Regions from separate parts of the Zea mays genome. Here region 2 is linked to region 1. Evidence: chromatin contacts called from public Hi-C data. All regions are on one chromosome and are shown on one strand. The core of a region is the stretch at or near the end of the contact, and the rest is flanking DNA. Distances in the headings are between cores, read along the strand shown.

Region 1 (4,512 bases), core at 1,469-3,968:
ATTCCCGGTCACTGCATACATCACCATAACAATCTATTTAAATAAAAGTTGTTGTACTTTCAAGCTTCTTGTACAACCATCAAACACATAAAATTTGAAAAAAAAATCTTAAAAATATATAAATCATTATTTACTCTATGTATATACCAACTTATAAATTCGAGTTTATCCTACGTTAAGAGATATAAAAAAGTAAAAAAGTCTATCTTTTTAGTCCTTCATACTGATATTTTTTTCTTTTTATATCTTCTAATATTAAATAAATTAGAATATGAAACTTAGTATATTAGTAGAGTAAATAATGATTTTTACTAATTTGATTATATGATAAACTTCGTTAGATAACGGGTTTTTGTTCCCCTCCATGTCTGTCACCACTATCCGTTGGTGCTATCCAGAAGGCGACCTGAGCCCAACAATTCCTGCCCTTTCTTTCTCGTGCAACAACCCACGTTTCCCTGTCGGGCTGCTAAGAACTTTATACTTTATTCGAGGAATTTATTATTCCTATTTATATATGTATCCGCTAGCTGGTCTATTGGCTACGTACTCTTCTCATGTTAAAAGCGTCCATGTCGTCTTCGATCACCCGTAGGTCTAGATTCAATGCAGGTCGCGTAAAAGGCAGGGCCGTCTCAACAATTTCAATGGACGACCCTTGTCTAAGAAAGTGGCAAGAGTCTAGCAATTTTAACGGAAAAGCCAAAAAAATCGTACAAGAAACATTTTAAGAAGGGGATTTGTTTTCATCAATCATATGTGAACATTTGTACGACACACGAGGGTCAGATGACTCTTTCCACAAAAAATAAATTAAAAAAATAAAATAGATCTTCCAAATAAAGTGAATATATGGCCCACACATAAAATATTAAACTATTGATACTGTATTTTATCTTAGTCAAAAACGAGAGAGAGGATATATGTTGAAAATGAGACCTGTCTTTTTTTTTATAGCTCGCTCGGCTGCTTAACCTCCTTCCTTTAGCAAGGTGGTACTATTCGTTAGCGATACACTGCAAACCTTCATGTTGTGTTGGGTTGAATGTTTACTAGTGACCCATCTATGAGGTAACGACACGACGACAGTGAAACCAAAATCGGTGTTTTATAGGAGTACAGGTAATAATAGAGTTAGAAATATTTTTGGGATTTGGGAAGGAGGTACAATTTATATATTAGTCAAGCTGTTTTCAGAGCCGTATAAAATATTTTTAAAAAAAGTCGTACCAAACAGCCTTTGATACAATAATTAAACTGTGTAGTATTATTACTAAGAGTTATTTCGCTTCTAAAAAAATAGTTGAATATCGAAATACAAAACGACGACAAGTAACTCTTTCTAGTTGCTTGTGCTAAATATATAGACCTTTAAACTTTTATTTTGGATAGTGAAATACGTACACTAAACGCTAAATTTATACGTTTATATATAATTCCCTCGTAGGGTTCCTAGTGCCATGGGCTCTATGTCGTTGGCAGCTGCACCTGCTGTCGACGGCCCTACGAAATGGCGCACTACGGACTAAAACAAGATTTAAACAAAATAACAATACTAATTTTGTTAGTGGATAACTGTCGAGTTGAAGAGAAAGGAAACTTGGGGCGACCATATAGAGGGCCTCTTTGGTCCATTTTTTTATGAGGAGCTTTTCTCATATTCTAGTTGTGAGTGAAATCTAATTGTGAAGAGAATCTTGATTTATTCGTTTCGGATTAAAGTCAGTTGTTTGAACTGCTGTAGCTAGAATCTATAGAGATAAAACAATGTAGAACAAGTAGAAATCGATACGAATTAAAGCCAAGTGAATAGGGTATTTGAGTATCGTGGAGATTACGTGCGGGGAAACATGAGTCTATAGGGTTAAGTACGTAAAAGTGACAGTTTCCTACTCCCGCAATTCGCAATGACTCAGCCGGTTTTTTGTTCACATTGATTTTGGATGGTTTTGACTAAAGTGATTTTTATAGAAGGGACCTGAAAAGCTAGGCGTTTGGTAGTCTGCAGTAGCTTCTGGTAGCCAGAAGCTGAAAACAACCGAAACAAAAAGGTCTAGGCAAAAAAAACCTGTTACCCATTATCCAAATTCGAACTACCCGAACCTGGATCTGAATTACCCGATCACTGATTCGAATTTTATTTGAGTAATTCGGGTTACCCATCCCATACCCGATTTGCACCAAATTACCCGAATTTCTAAAAGGCATCTCCTTACATGTAACATTATACAACATAAATAGCCTAGCCCACGTTTGTAATCCCACTGACCAACTCGGTGTCTCGAGCTCTCGGCCTCTTGGGGCACTCGACCGCTCCCAAGCAGGCTCTCAGGTCACAACTGTCCTACTCGGCTACTCGCAGCCTCTCCCAGGCAGGCTCCTAGCCGCACCCACAATCCACGCCATGGAGAACCCTAGCGCCATCGTGGCGTCGCCCGGCCACCGACCACCTGCGACCTGCCACCACCCCACGTTGCCGGACGCCGGTGGCCACGCCTCACCACGCCTGAGTCCTGACGCTCTAGGCCCCTAGTCCTGTTAGCGACAGGTGGCGGCACCGTGAGGAAGAAGGTACAGAGCAATGGGTCAGAGGGGAGAGAGGAAGCAGTCAGTAGATGGTAGAATGTAATTGTTGTTGTGTTTCTTTCTACCCCTTTCCTTCTCTCCTGGATACAAATAACTCTCTCACTATTACAACAGCCATTTTGGGCCGGCATATCGAACACTGGGCTTCTTCACACGACAGCCCATTGCGATGGCTTCTCCACATGCTTCACTTGCTTGTCTTGTATATAAGAGGCACTGACATCCCCCCTCCTTTGGACGACTCTTGCCCCCAAGCATCTGCATCTGGAAACGCCAGTTGGAGCACCTCAGTATCCTGCCATGATGATAGAGCCGCGTCCATACCGGACCAGTGCACAAGAACTTGGTCGATAGTTGGTCGATAGTTGGTCGATGGAGGAACCACCGCGTGACACCGTTCTGCGATCCAAGATCTGTGCATGGTACTGAAGAGCAAGGTTAGCAGTTGGCATGGAAGAACTCACCAGTTGGGGAGGGTGAACATATGGTTTGATCTCGGAGACATGGAACACCGAGTGAACTGCTGCCGATTCCGGTAGACGCGGTTTATAGGCGACCTTGCCAATGTGTTGGATAATCTCGTAAGGCCCAAAGAACTTGAAACTGAGTTTATGTGGCTTGCTCGAGTGGCTACGGACCCTTGGATGTAAGGCTGTAACTTCACATAAACGAAATCCCCTACAACAAATCCATGGTTAGTCCTGCCCTTATCATCCTGGTGCTTCATTCTCGCTGAGCACGCATGAGGTTCTGTTTCACCACACGAAGCATGACTGCATGAGTTCCCTGCTTGATAACCAGTCAGCCAACTCAGCAGTGGACACCGCGTCTGCAGGCACCAAGCTAAACTGTCTAGAGGGTCAGCCATAAACAACCTCAAATGGAGACATTCCCAATGATGAATGAGAACAAGTATTGTACCAGAATTCGGCTAGTGGAAGCCAGTGACTCCGTTTGGTTGGACAGGAATGAGTGAAACTGCTCAAGAAGGTCTCCAGTCACTGATTGACCTGTTCTGTCTATCCGTCGCTCTGAGGATGGTATGTTGTGCTCATTCGCAGTTTGGTGCCTAAAAGGTGAAAGAGTTCTTGCCACAGATGGCTTGTGAAGATACGGTCTGTATATGAGACTAGAGCATGAGGTAGTCCATGAAGTTTGTAGACGTTTGCCATGAAAGCTTGAGCAACTTTGAGTGTAGTGAATGGATGAAGCAAGCCGATGAAATGGGCATACTTACTGAACGTATCCACCACTACGAGGATACATTTAGCTGCACTGGATCAGGGTAACTCTTCAATAAAGTCCAGCGAGACCACTTGCTAGGCTTGGTCAGGAACAGGCAACGGCTGGAGTAACCTGGGATACTTGATGCGGTGGGGCTTCACTTGGTGGCAGACTGCCAGACTGTGCACAAAACGACAAATTCCTTGACCAACTTCTTAAGCCCTGGCCACGCAAAGAGCTGCTTGGCCGTCTGTGGTGACGGGAAAGCCAGAATGGCCTCCAAGCTCACTGTCGTGCAGTGCTGAAAGGATGTGAAGCTGAAGGTCTCGATTAGCACCTAGCCACACTCTGCCCTTATATCGGATGAGACCTTGGTGGAGGGAGTAGGGTTCCTGTGGAGAAGATTGTAATGCTAACACGGTGAGCAGCTAGGTTGCTCTTGCATCCTGGCTGTACCCTTGAACCACCTGAGAGCCACTGGGTAGCTGTGGACGACACACTATAAATCTCTAGGCCAACTGAAGTGCGACGTGGCAGAGCATCGACGGCATCGTTATTCACACCCTTTTTGTAGATGATCTGATATTGCAGGCCTAATAACTTGGTAAATACTCGCTGCTGCCACGGCGCGTGCAGGCGTTGATCAGACAAATGGGAGAGGTTGCGTTCATCAGTGTATATCACGAATTTCGAGTGCTAGAG
Region 2 (4,512 bases), core at 893-3,392, 300 kb after region 1:
CAATCTCTAACGCATATCACTATTAGAGCAAGTATAATAAGGTGATGTAGGCGGGTTGTAAGAGATGATATGCCAGATTTATGGTGACGTGAAAGAAAGATAAATGGAGAGACGAAGAAATTAAAGTGAGCTCCTAACTAGTAGCCAGGTAAGAGTAGACTACTCGCACACTTTAAGACACTTTGTGAGAGAAATGGATGTAGCAAGTTTGAAGGACTCTTTTTTAAAAAGCCAGAGTCCTACCAAACACCTCTTTTTTTTAAAAAAAACGGCTTACTGCGAAAAACACTTAAAAGCTAGAGCCATTTTGGCTGTCTCTGGCACTTTAATACATGGAAATGACTTTGACTTTACGATAAGTTGTTTCTGCCAAACGATTTGCGAAATAGCTTCACCTCTAACAAAAAAAATTGTTTTTGTGCAAAAGCCAGAGCTAAAGCTGTTTTAGAAGGGTTATTAAATGAGCAGGCTTTAACATAGCAACACCATAAAACTCTGTATATATAGACTTTATTATCAAACTTGCTCTTAGTTGATCATACCTTTGAGGCCAGGTAAGCCACCTGGCAGCGTTGTATATGTGCCTGTCAAGGCTGCCCTCTGACACGAGCTCATAGACGATGAGGAGCCCCTTGCAGCAGTCGCACCAACCGATCAACCGCACGAGGTTGCGGTGCCTCAGCCGGCTGATGATCTTCACCTCGGCCTCGAACTCCTTCCTCCCCTGCATGGACGACTCCGAGAACTTCTTTATGGCCACGCGGCGGTCCTGGCCGTCAATGTTGAGGCGGCCCTGGTAGACGTGGCCGAAGCCGCCTCGCCCGAGCTTCGTCTCTTCCGAGAAGTTGCGCGTCGCGGCCGCGAGTTCGCGATAGGAATACCTCTTTGGGCCGACGCCCTTCTCAAACTCAGCCTCCTCTCCGTCGTGTTCGTCGTCGTCGAGCTCGCCGGCGCCGGATGCTTCCTTGGACGTCTTCCACATCCTCAGTTTCCGCCTTAGAAGAAACCCAGTTAAAGCGCACACGACCACAAACGCAGCTGCAGAAGACACTGCTATCGCGCTGCTACGCGCCTTGGATTTGTTTTTGGAGACGATGGCCTGAGAGGGCGCAGGTGGCCTGGTCTCACCATCCTTCGACGACGCCAGGGTAGAGTTGAAGGACCACGACAGGAGCTGGTGCATCTCCACGTTGTTGCCGGTGGAAGCAGCGAAGCCGACGGCCACCATCTGGGGCAAGCTTTTCCTCATGTCGACGTTGGCGCTGACACGGTACGGTGCCCCGCTCATCCAGAGGGTGACGGACAGCGTCTCCGTTGTGTTGTCGAAGGCGACGTCGGCTGCCAGGGTCTCGCCGGACTTGATGCTCTTGTCGGGCGAGATGGAATCGGTAGAGACGATGGAGTTGACGTCGATGCCGACGTGGTTGCCATCCGCATCCTCCAACTCGTCGTTCTCGAACGTGTCGAACTCGACCGCCACGGCGCGGTCGTCGCCCGTGGCGTTCCTGTTGGTGCTGTCGTTGAAGAGGCCCAGGTTCCTGCCGAAGCTGCTGGGGGGCACCCGTCCGGGGTGGTGCGCGAGGAAGAACGCCATCCCGTCGCCGCTCGGGGACCCCGGTTGTGCTCGCTTGATCCGGAAGGTGAAGGAGGTGGTGAAGCTGGCGAGCTCGCCGGTGGCGCCGTTCCAGAGGGGTATCGGCTGCGTGTACACCAGCCGCCCGACGCTTTTGTTGTTGTGGTTGTCCATGCCGTTCTTGGTCAGCTCGATCGCGTCCTCGGTGCTGTGGAAGTAGGCGTCGCTGGAGCAGGCCAGCTCCGCGTTCTGGGCGGTGCAGGTGGAATCGGGGTCTGAGAAGTTGAAATGGAAAGAGAGCGAGGCGGCGAGGGGAACGTGGACGGAGGACAGCACGTAGCAGAGGCAGCACAGCGTGGGTAGAAGGCCGCCAGAGCTCATTACCGCCATTGTTGCAGCTTGTTAGGTACTACTACTAGGGAGAGCTGCTAGGTTTGGTCGGAGAATAATTGAACAGGGACACTCAGAGATTATCCGTATCTTCGCAGCACGGGCACGGCAGAGGGCAGACCATCAGTCCGCATGCTGACCTGGTCTGCAGGTGCCTCCCTAGGAGATACCGACGCAGCACTGTGGCTTCCCACGGAGTGCCCGTCGGGAGCCCTGGACATATTTGCCATTCTTACGCAGGCCTTGCGTTTCCATACCCATATTTAATTTAATCTACGTGTGTTAGAGTGAATTAGAGTAAAAAAATGGAATACATCTCGTATCGTCCAAGACTCCAAGGTAAAGCTCCCAAAATGTGTTGTGTTCTCAAAGCAAGCATAGTAGCCAGCTCGGATTGAACTGATGTCCAGCTATTTATCAGGCCATTTGGCTGGTTTGGGATTTCAAGGGAGGCGTAAATTAGGCGTAGTGCGGATGAGTACCAGAGCGGACATACAAACGAGACAAACCAACACGGCCAAACTAAAATTGAACAACTTGTTGATGGACACCAATCGGACGAATGCGATGGGAAGATGCATGGAGTTCACAGTTCAGAAGAGTGGTGAGAGCCACCTAGCCATTTGTGAGAGAATCCACTCAACCTTTGTTTGGGGTACCTCACTCACTACACGAGTTCCAATGGTTTTCGGCGGCCAGGGTTATTTTCGGCGGCCTCACACAAGCCACCGAAAATAACTAGTAAATTTCGGCGGTTCGTACGAGCCGACGAAAATAAAGCAAATTTCGGTGGGTTGGGCCCATGGCCGCCGAAATTTAAATTATTTTCAATGGTCGTGCTCTGGTCGCCGAAATTTAACCGTTTTTTACCCCCCCCCCCCCTCCCTGAAACCCCTTCTTCTTTCTTATTTTCGTTTCTTCCTACTCGCTCCCGACGTTGTGCGCTTGTGCCCAACGACGGCGCCCCAGCGTCCGCCTTTGGCTCGCCACGCCACTATTTGTCCTTGGCTGCCTCTCTCTAGCTGTAGGCTCTGGCGGCTATCGCCCCCACGTGCGGCAGCGCTCGCCGCGCCGCCCTGCCAGCGTGCTCACCGACGCCGCCACTCGGTCGCGCTCTGGGCAAGAGCTTGCCGACAACGCCCCTTCCCTAAGTGCATCTGCTGGTCACGAGCTCAAGCATCGCACCGGTGTCTGGCCAACCATGCACGACCCTTCTCCGAACTTGTGATTTTTTTCAATAGGATTGAAATTATGACCGAATAGCAAATTTTCTTGTTTTTTGAAGGTATTCTATGTTTATCGGTATGATCGATTCGACGGAGTTGCGGTCACGTGGGGGCTCTTCGTCGTAGATTGGTTATGGTAGCAGCCGTAGTCGGCGCTCGAGCATGGAGGAGGCTATGAGGGAGCAGCAAGAAAGGTTTCATGAAGAGCTGCAGCAATAGCAAATGGCATTCGTCCGACAACAATCAGAGTACATGGCTGCTTACAACGCACAGGCGCAACAAGCAATGAACGTGAGTGTCGTATTATTCTCAACACGGTCGTATATTTGTCCTATAACTAATATAATGTGTTTGCAACAGTCTTGGTTTTCAGATCAAGCACAACAACAACCATTCGTTTTCCCTCAATTTCAGTTGTGGATGCCTCAGTGGGAATTACATGCTCCGACACCTCCTCCAGCTCAGGTGCGTCGATAAGTATCTCTACTCGAATGTATTATGAACTAGAACTTACTATAAACCAGGTCGGGTGTGTCATTCAAATTTAATTTAATTTAGACTTGTCGTTTGTATTAACCTTTCAAATCTTGGCTTAACTTGATTTTATTGGGATCGGGGGTTATGGGCCACAACATACCACCACCGGTGCCAGCACCAGGAGAAGCTTCTAGAGGGGAGGGAGCTACTACAGAGGAGGTCAAATTGACAAATAATTCATTTGAACAGTGGTATGTAGTTATTAATACATTCTTCTTTCTTTCGGACTCCAAACCAGATAGACGACTTCATCAACAACTTCTTCGCTTCTGGGGTAGTGGTCACAACTCAAACGACCCCTATATGTGATGATTTGACTCTTATGGTGAATTTGGCCGATGCAATAGATTTTGATATATTTGTGATGGAATTGTGAGTTTGTGGTAGATTGTAATGGATCTGTGAGGTATTTTGGTGGACTGTGATGTATTATGAAGAATTGTGGTGAATTTGTGTTGTTGTCATAATGTTGTGATTATATTGTTGTTAAAATTGTTGTTAATTTTATTTTTTTTCATATTTTTTGCTTTGAAATTGCTTATTTTCGGCGGCCTAGGACTAGCCGCCAAAATTTATTCCTTATTTTCGGCGGCTAGAGGGAAAACCGAGGAAAATAAATTATTTTCGGTGGCCCACATGTGGCCGCCGAAAATAATAGGTAAGTTTCGGCCACATCTTTTTGGTGGCCAGACGCCGCAAAAAATAAGCTATTGAAAATGGTCGATCGTCCTGTTGTGAATACACATGTATTGAGGTGGATTAGAGTGAATACTAGAGTATCCAAAC

What was found. A called contact is a pair of places that touch in the nucleus more often than the background predicts.
Region 2: a contact with region 1 is called in a Hi-C map of ear, with 5 times the contacts expected there. The contact joins the promoter of LOC103632604 here to the enhancer-like site in region 1. A contact is called at or near these places in 7 of 25 Hi-C or Micro-C datasets (bundle sheath, ear, leaf and 3 more).

Annotation. Positions count from the first base shown.
Region 1 is chr7:96,632,058-96,636,569 of Zm-B73-REFERENCE-NAM-5.0, forward strand. No RefSeq gene overlaps it. Among protein-coding and RNA genes, the nearest start is that of LOC111589834, 18 kb to the right of the region's middle. Within about 2 kb of position 2,719, at least 16 of the 20 cell types and tissues checked have an H3K27ac peak or open chromatin away from gene starts, as enhancers often do. A contact at or near this core is called in ear, leaf, leaf mesophyll and 1 more, where this site is marked.
Region 2 is chr7:96,934,516-96,939,027 of Zm-B73-REFERENCE-NAM-5.0, forward strand. LOC103632604 (L-type lectin-domain containing receptor kinase IX.1) reads right to left here and starts at 2,143. Exons shown (of 2, transcript XM_008654360.4): 1 at 543-2,143. The coding sequence starts at 1,963.